2 separate regions of the Sus scrofa genome follow, and region 1 is linked to region 2. The links are chromatin contacts, called in public Hi-C maps. All regions are on one chromosome and are shown on one strand. The core of a region is the stretch at or near the end of the contact, and the rest is flanking DNA. Distances in the headings are between cores, read along the strand shown. Region 1 overlaps LOC102165594 (a long non-coding RNA gene). Region 2 holds the start of AHCYL1 (adenosylhomocysteinase like 1).

Region 1 (3,453 bases), core at 188-2,687, 110 kb after region 2:
TGCTGACCTGCAGAAGACAGCGGGTCTCTGTCCTTCTGCAGTGACGTGGATGCGACTTTGTGTTCTTATCAAATGTGTAAGTAATACACAGTTAGCGGGGGTCATATGATAGGTAACAGATCTCATACTCAATCCGGATAGCTGGAATGGTGAAGCCCAAACCCCAAGATGACATTTTATGGGGGGGGGAATGTCGCGTTAAATCTTTAGCTTCCAAAAACATTAATTGCAAGAATGAACCAGAGGGGACCTGGATTGAGAACAACTTGTGGGGTAATTTCTATAGATTTGTAGATGATGCTAGTTTAAAAGGAGGCAGCAATGTGACTTGATTCCTCAAAAAGGTAACAGAATTTTAGATGGCATTGATATAGATGTACTAATTACAACAAACTCATTAATCAAGTTCCTCACCAATAGATTAAAATGATTTTAGCATATGTCATCAAAATGTTTCCTGGGGAGTTCCCTCTGTGGCACAGTGGGTTAAGGATCTGGCATTGCTGCAGCTGTGGTGTTGGTTGCAGCTGCAGAAATGTTTCCTGGTAAGATCAGATGATTAACAAGTAGCTTTGATACATAGGCATAATGGAGTAGATTGACGAGGGGGAGGAAGGCAGTATCCAGGAAAATGTTTAGCGTATATTAAATGAAATATATTAATTTAGCATATATTATATGAAATGAGCAGCCTCAGGATTCCAAACTGATCTTTCCCAGTATTGCCCTTCCACGCTGAGGAGTCAGAGGAGCTGAAGCAGATCAGGCAGGGGCTGTGGACAGACCAGTGCCCCTCGCCATCAAGGAAAAGCAGCGACAGTGCAGAACTGTGAGAGTGCTCCAGGCCTGCGGGACCTCTGAGCATCCCTCGCTTCTGCCTTCTCCCGCAAATGCTCTTGTAGCCCGTGCCAACTGCGAGGCATACAGCTCAGCTGGATTGATATCATGCAAATCACACATTGGAAAGACTGTCTTTTAACTTTTCATTCAGATATAATATTAAACTTATCAAAAAAACTTGCAGAGTTCCCCTTGTGGCTCGGCAGCAATGAACCTGACTAGTATCCATGAGGACGCAGGTTCAAACCCTCGCCTTTCTCAGTGGGTTAAGTATCTGGCTTTGCCGTGAGCTGTGGTGTAGGTTGCAGATGAGACTTGGATCTGGCGTTGCTGTGGCTGTGGTGTAGGCTGGCAGCTGCAGCTCCAATTTGACCCCCAACCCGGGAACTTCCAGATGCTGCAGACGCAGCCCTAAAAAGCAAAAAACAGGCAAACAAAAACTAAAGAAACAAAAACTTTTTGCCAAAAGAATTCTTGTTTACCTTTCACCAGCTTTCCCAAATGTTAACATCTGACGCAGGCATGGTACAATGATCAAAACCAGAAAAAGGTCCTTGATCTTATTAACTCATTTGCAGATGCTATTGAAGTTCAGTGATTGTTTCACTAACCTCCCTTTTCTCTTCCGGAACCGGAGCCAGGTTCCCACACAGCAGTTAGCTGTCCTGGCTCCTTGGTCTCCTTCAATCTGGGTCAGTTCATCAGTTTTCTGAAAGATATTTGAGGGTAAATTTGACAAACCAAAACATATCTAGAATGGCGAGGGTCTGAAAGGCAGGAACCCCGGGGAACCCTTGCCAGAAATGGCAACTGTCAGCCTAGAGGGGGGCCTGTTAAGGGGCCGTGTTAGCTGTCGTTAAAGTTGCCTTCAAACACTGGAGGACCTTCGTGCAGAAGATGGCATAGGTTTAGTCAGCACTGCCTCAGGACTAGAAATAGAACCTAGAGGTGGCATCACCACTAGGAAGATTGCAGCTTGGCTCTGTGCAGCACATTCTGTGAGTTAGAACTAACCATCTCCCGGCCCCCGCAGCCCTGAGCTGGATCAGGGCAGACAGATAGGCTTGAATCACAAGAAGCCAGGTAGAGGCAGGTCATGGGTGGGGCCGCAGAGCAGGAAGAGCTGTGGGGCAGCTGGCCAGGGCCCCACATGACTCACACGACTGGGGCTGTCAGCTCAGGGGAGGGAGCAGAGCAGACAGAGGCTTGATTGGCAGGCCGGGCGGAGAAGAGAACGCCTCCTCCACCAGCTTTGCTGCCAAAGTCCACTATTGATAGAGAACTTGGGGCTTTGCCCACAGCTCTACCTGCGGCCATCTGTCCAGTCTGTCTAGTCGGTCCACTCTTCCAAGCTCTCTGACCTCTCAGCAAAGGGAGGGTCCCTGGAGGGGCAGAATTCATGTTCTTGGGTCAGGGAGTTCTGAGTTGGGAGAAAAAGCCCAGGGACCCCTCTCAGGGTTTATTGATGTGCGCTGGGGGCTGAAATGGTGCCAGGTCCTAGCATGGATGCCAGTCTGGGCAGTTCCTATAGCTGGAGGTTTGGCCAGGATCCGTAATGTTAATCGTATCTATTTGAAATGCTGAAAACGAAGCCAACTAAACGGCAGCAAGGAAGAGCAATGAGCTAATGCTTAAGTAAGGTCTGACATTTCTATGCTTCAAAACCAATCAGTAGTTGAGATTTTCAGCCAAGTGAGCTCAGCCAACACTGAGTTCATCAACATCCTCATAAGAAAGTCCTAAGAGTCTCATGACAGTGCGGCTGTCCTGCTGTGGCCGCATCCTCCTATCTGGCCGCAGATCTTGGGGTCTGTCCTGGCATCCATCCCTTCATCATCTGACCCTCCACCCACCATTTAGACCTTCAACACTTGTCTAACTTCCACTACATACTGGACACGGGGCATGAGCATGAAAAACATCACCTTTCCGGCTCTCAAGATGCTTACTGTTTAGCGGCAGGTGGGAGGATGAGGTAACAAAGCAATGAAGCGGTCACTGGGGGAAGCGCAGGCTTCAGCTAAGGAATTTAGGTTTCCATTTAAAACTCACCCAAGTGAGCAATTTCTAAGATGATTCAAAGTCATCTGTAAGGAATATGGAAAAGTTATTTGAACTTCCACAAGTAGGTTCAGCTTTTGTGTGAGTCACGAGAGATTCTTGGGATTGCAATCCGGTTCAGTGAAATTCAATGTCATAAATACGGATTGTGCACCAACAAGGAGGAAGGGCATCACCGCCCCAACCCCTCCCCTTGACAGACCCAAGATCATGAGAACCTCTCGGATGAGCTGACCTAATCCCACCTGAGGACCACTAGTGGGAAAGGCCACCAAGAGCTGTCACCAGGAGGGCAGGGGTCTGTGAAGAGGTGACTTGACTATCACCCCTCTCCTGTGTGTTCCAAGAGTGAAGCTTTCCTGACTGCTGAGCATGACACTGAGAGCACGGCCGGGTCCTTCCTTGGAAAATACCATGGCCTGGGCAGGGATCTGAATGCTTGGCACCATTGTGGCTGTAAATTTGGTGGGACGATCTGAGATTGCTGGCCAGTGCTCATGGTCATCAAAGGAGCTGAGTTCTAGATGCTTCTCTGTCGCTCCCTGGCTATCT
Region 2 (3,513 bases), core at 538-3,037:
AAAGCAGTCAGCTGAACTGAAAGCACTACAAATCGGGTTAATCAGACTAGAATCAAGGGACCTTGCACAACACTTTTGAAGGCATTCTATTGGTAAAATCTAAATTTTATGGGAAGACAGAGCTAAACCACACAATGGTACCCTGTCTTTTCAATCTTGCATTTGATTTCTGGAATAGTAGATTAATTTCTTTTAAAAAAAAATCATCTCTCCCACTTATGACAGCTTAACTCGTTCATCCTGAAGGACTGTAACTATTCCTGTGAACCCTGCTTTGTGCAGCTTATACAAACAGTGCTTCCCATCAGACACTGTAGGCAGAGATAGCCTTGAAACTCTGTCTTTATACAGGAGGGAAATGTCTATTCAGGTTTTTGCTGGTTTCAGAAAGGTCACCTCTCTGCAAAGGTTCTCTGGTCTAGGGTTAACTGCGTGCCAGGTATGCAGAAGGTCAAGGACTATTCGGCAGCAATGCTCAGAAAGTACTAGGGATCCTAATTCAGCCGCTCAGAGAGTTGGTTAGATTCAAACCTCCAAAGGTTGCCATTTAATCTTCCACGAAAAGAGAATGCGAAAGACGTCCTTAGAGCTCAACCCACAGCACAAGAGACTAAACTTGTTCTGCCTCCTAAGTGCAGTTAAGAATGAGCAATCGTTCCTTACCTCCCACCCCTCCAACCCACCCAGGCTCCTTTCTTTAGGGATGTCTCAGTGATCTATGGGCATGACTCTACGATCAACCTGTATCCATGACAGTGTCTATCACCAACCTCCAAATGTTAATTTCTTACATACGTCGAAGCAACTCGATGACCACAGAAGATGAAAATCAAAGTTTTCTTTTCAATTTCAATTTGCCCTCACAGTTTTCACCTGCATACAAGAGCTAGCTCCACGCATTTTTTCATCTTGCCTCCAAGATCACACGTAGTTGTTGGATAAACCGACCACAGCTCCCAAAGATGTGCCCAAAGAAACACTATCAGATTTACCCACTCACTTGACGGGAGATTTCCCGTACACTCTCATCCCCTGGGGCTGGTCACCGGGGTCAACTGAATTGGTTCACCCCCTCCCAGTCCCGTCTCCGAGGCCCTTCAGCCAAGAAAAGTCAGCCGCAAATTTAAGGCCCGGCCCTGCCGGGTTTCGAAAAGATCCCGAAGGATTAGGGCCGAGGGACAAAGGAAAGTGAGGTCAGGGGCGGCCTTTCCAGCTGGGGATAGGCCTGGGGCCGCTCACCCGCCACCCCTTACACGACCTCCGCCGTCCCGGGTCCCTCAAACCTCGCCCCTGAAGTCCCGAACTTGCTGGAGCCCGGACTCGGGGCTCGCTCGCGCCCCTTCCGCGAGGCCCCCGCCCGTACCCCCGCCGCCACCCAGAGCCCCCGCACCTTCTTGGGCGCCTTGGTGACGGTGGCCATGAAGGAGTACTTCTCGGCGTCCTCGATCTCCTTGGCCTGCTTCAGCTCCTCCCCGACACCGGGCAGCGGCATCGCGTCAGGCATCGACATCCCCCGGCCGGCCCGGCCCGCGGCTGCCCCACCACCCCCGCCTCTTTCCCTCACGGGCGCCCGCCCGCCCGCCCGCGCGGCGCCCTCGGACACGCGCTCGCCCACCCTCCCGCCGGGCCCCGCGCCGAGCTGCGGCCGGTGCCGAGGTGCTGGAGCCGGCGCCTCGTCGGCTCGGCGGTCCAAGGCAGCGGGACTGCTACGGCGGCCACAGGAGCGCCAGAATCAGCAACCCGGAGCTCCGACCAGCCCGCGCCGCCACCTCCGCCGCACGCAAATACGCACGCAAAGTAAGGGTAGAGGGCGGTGACGCCACGTCGGGTACTGGCAGCTCCAGGCGGGCGGGGGAGAGGCGTGGAGAAACGGCGCTCTGTCATGACGTCACCACTTTGGACTGGGCCGCCAGAAGCCAGCCCTTTCCTCCTAGCTCGCGGGTGATGAAGCTTCTGCGGGGAGCTGGACCCTTCGCGTCGCCAGGTGGCGCCATCCGCCCTGTGAGTGGCGCGTGGTTCCTGCAAGGATGCCGAGGAACAGGCGGCGGGGTGTGTGAGGCGGGGTCTTTGGAGGGCGCGGGATCCCAGGCAAGGCCTCAGAAGGGTGAGGGATGCTTGGGAGCAAGGACCAGAGCCTTGCAGTACACAGCCTAGAGCCAGTCCTAGGAAACTTCTGGGGCCCGAGCTGTAGCCCACTCACTCACTGCTCCCACCCAGGCCCTTTGAACCACAAGCCCCTTTTCAAGGGGCTGCTACTTTGAGACTTTAAGGGTGGCCAGAAGGGTCCCCAGAGCAGTGTGGTGTCTTCACCGCCCTTTGTGACCTCGCCTGCCCCGGTCTCTCCTGGGCCTTGCTTGTTTACAAGACCTTGTCGACTTAAAAAAAATGCTCAGCCTGAAAGTTGAGAGTTAAGTTTTATTTGGGGCAAAATTCAGACGTAAGCCCCGGGGACAGCATCTCAGGTAGCCCTGAGAAACCGCTCTAAGGAGGTGAGGGGGGAGCTAGGTGAGATATATAGGCGTTTTTGCTACAAAGAGCAGATTGCAGGAACAAAAGTAGTCTGGGCTCACTGAAATCATGCCCTTGATATGCACCTCAGCTTTAGGGGCCCAGTATCCTGAGTTTTCATAGCCCTTGGGGGCTCACCAGCTCACCCTTGGAGGTGACTACTAGAGGTGGCTGCATTCTTCACAGGTCACTGTGACATCTCTTCTTCTGTCCACTGAAGTACAGCCTGGTGGGGCGTGGGGTGGGTGGTATTTCAGAAGGGGAAAGGGAGAATAGCAGGATATATGCAATTAAGGTGAAGGGGGAGGTGCATACGGCCATGCACACACATTTACACAAGTTTCTTGCTGGCCTCTTGAAGGTCACTACTAGTCCCAAGGAGCAGACACCACCCTGAAGGATTTTAGAGTTTTTCCAGATACGAGGAGGTGCAAGAATTAGGCACATAAAATCTTCTCCTAAAAATAATGTATCTGAAGACCTGTTCTTCCAGTTTTCCCAGAGTGCCTCACTCCTGATCTCCACCCTGAGCTCCGCTCAGAGGGTGCTTCGGGTCAGCAGCTGTAATCCATGTAGAGGATGACGGCAAGCGCCAAACCTCAGTTCACTACCTTCATATGGCAGAGCTGATGGAATAGGGCTATGGGTCAGGGGCTGGAGAGCAGGAGAGGTGGGGGTGGGAAAGAGACATCATTGGCCACCCCCCTGCTTCTCCTCAGCCCCAAACATTACACTTCACCAGCTTCCAGTGCACCACCAGGGCATTCATGAACTATTCACATGCTTTTCCTGGGCTCAACTATGTGCCACCCCTGTGCTACGGCCCTGGACAGTACTGTTGTGTGTAATGCGTTTTATGTTTTGTAAGACTTAGTTCAGCTGGTGAGGCAATGTCAGCTGAGGTAGCTTGTCCTTTGACATTCAGATGACATTGGCTCAAACTCCCACGTCCTGTGGAAAGTCCAGTGCGCCCCCTTTGCCCCCGGATTTCTGTGGATTATTGGG

What was found. Hi-C and Micro-C count contacts between places; a contact is called where the count stands out from the background.
Region 1: a Hi-C map of liver shows a contact between it and region 2, with 7 times the contacts expected there. The contact joins the enhancer-like site here to the promoter of AHCYL1 in region 2. A contact is called at or near these places in 2 of 5 promoter capture datasets (fetal liver and liver), 5 of 47 Hi-C or Micro-C datasets (embryonic fibroblasts, liver and skeletal muscle) and 2 of 2 datasets of contacts at active chromatin or transcription factors (alveolar macrophages and skeletal muscle).

What each region holds. Positions count from the first base shown.
Region 1 is chr4:110,245,179-110,248,631 of Sscrofa11.1, forward strand. The region is part of intron 1 of LOC102165594 (a long non-coding RNA gene); the gene reads left to right. Among named protein-coding and RNA genes, the nearest start is that of CSF1, 49 kb to the left of the region's middle. Within about 2 kb of position 1,438, at least 26 of the 83 cell types and tissues checked have an H3K27ac peak or open chromatin away from gene starts, as enhancers often do. A contact at or near this core is called in alveolar macrophages and liver, where this site is marked.
Region 2 is chr4:110,131,039-110,134,551 of Sscrofa11.1, forward strand. It overlaps AHCYL1 (adenosylhomocysteinase like 1), which reads right to left and starts at 1,788. Exons shown (of 17, transcript NM_001201381.1): 1 at 1,391-1,788. The coding sequence starts at 1,510.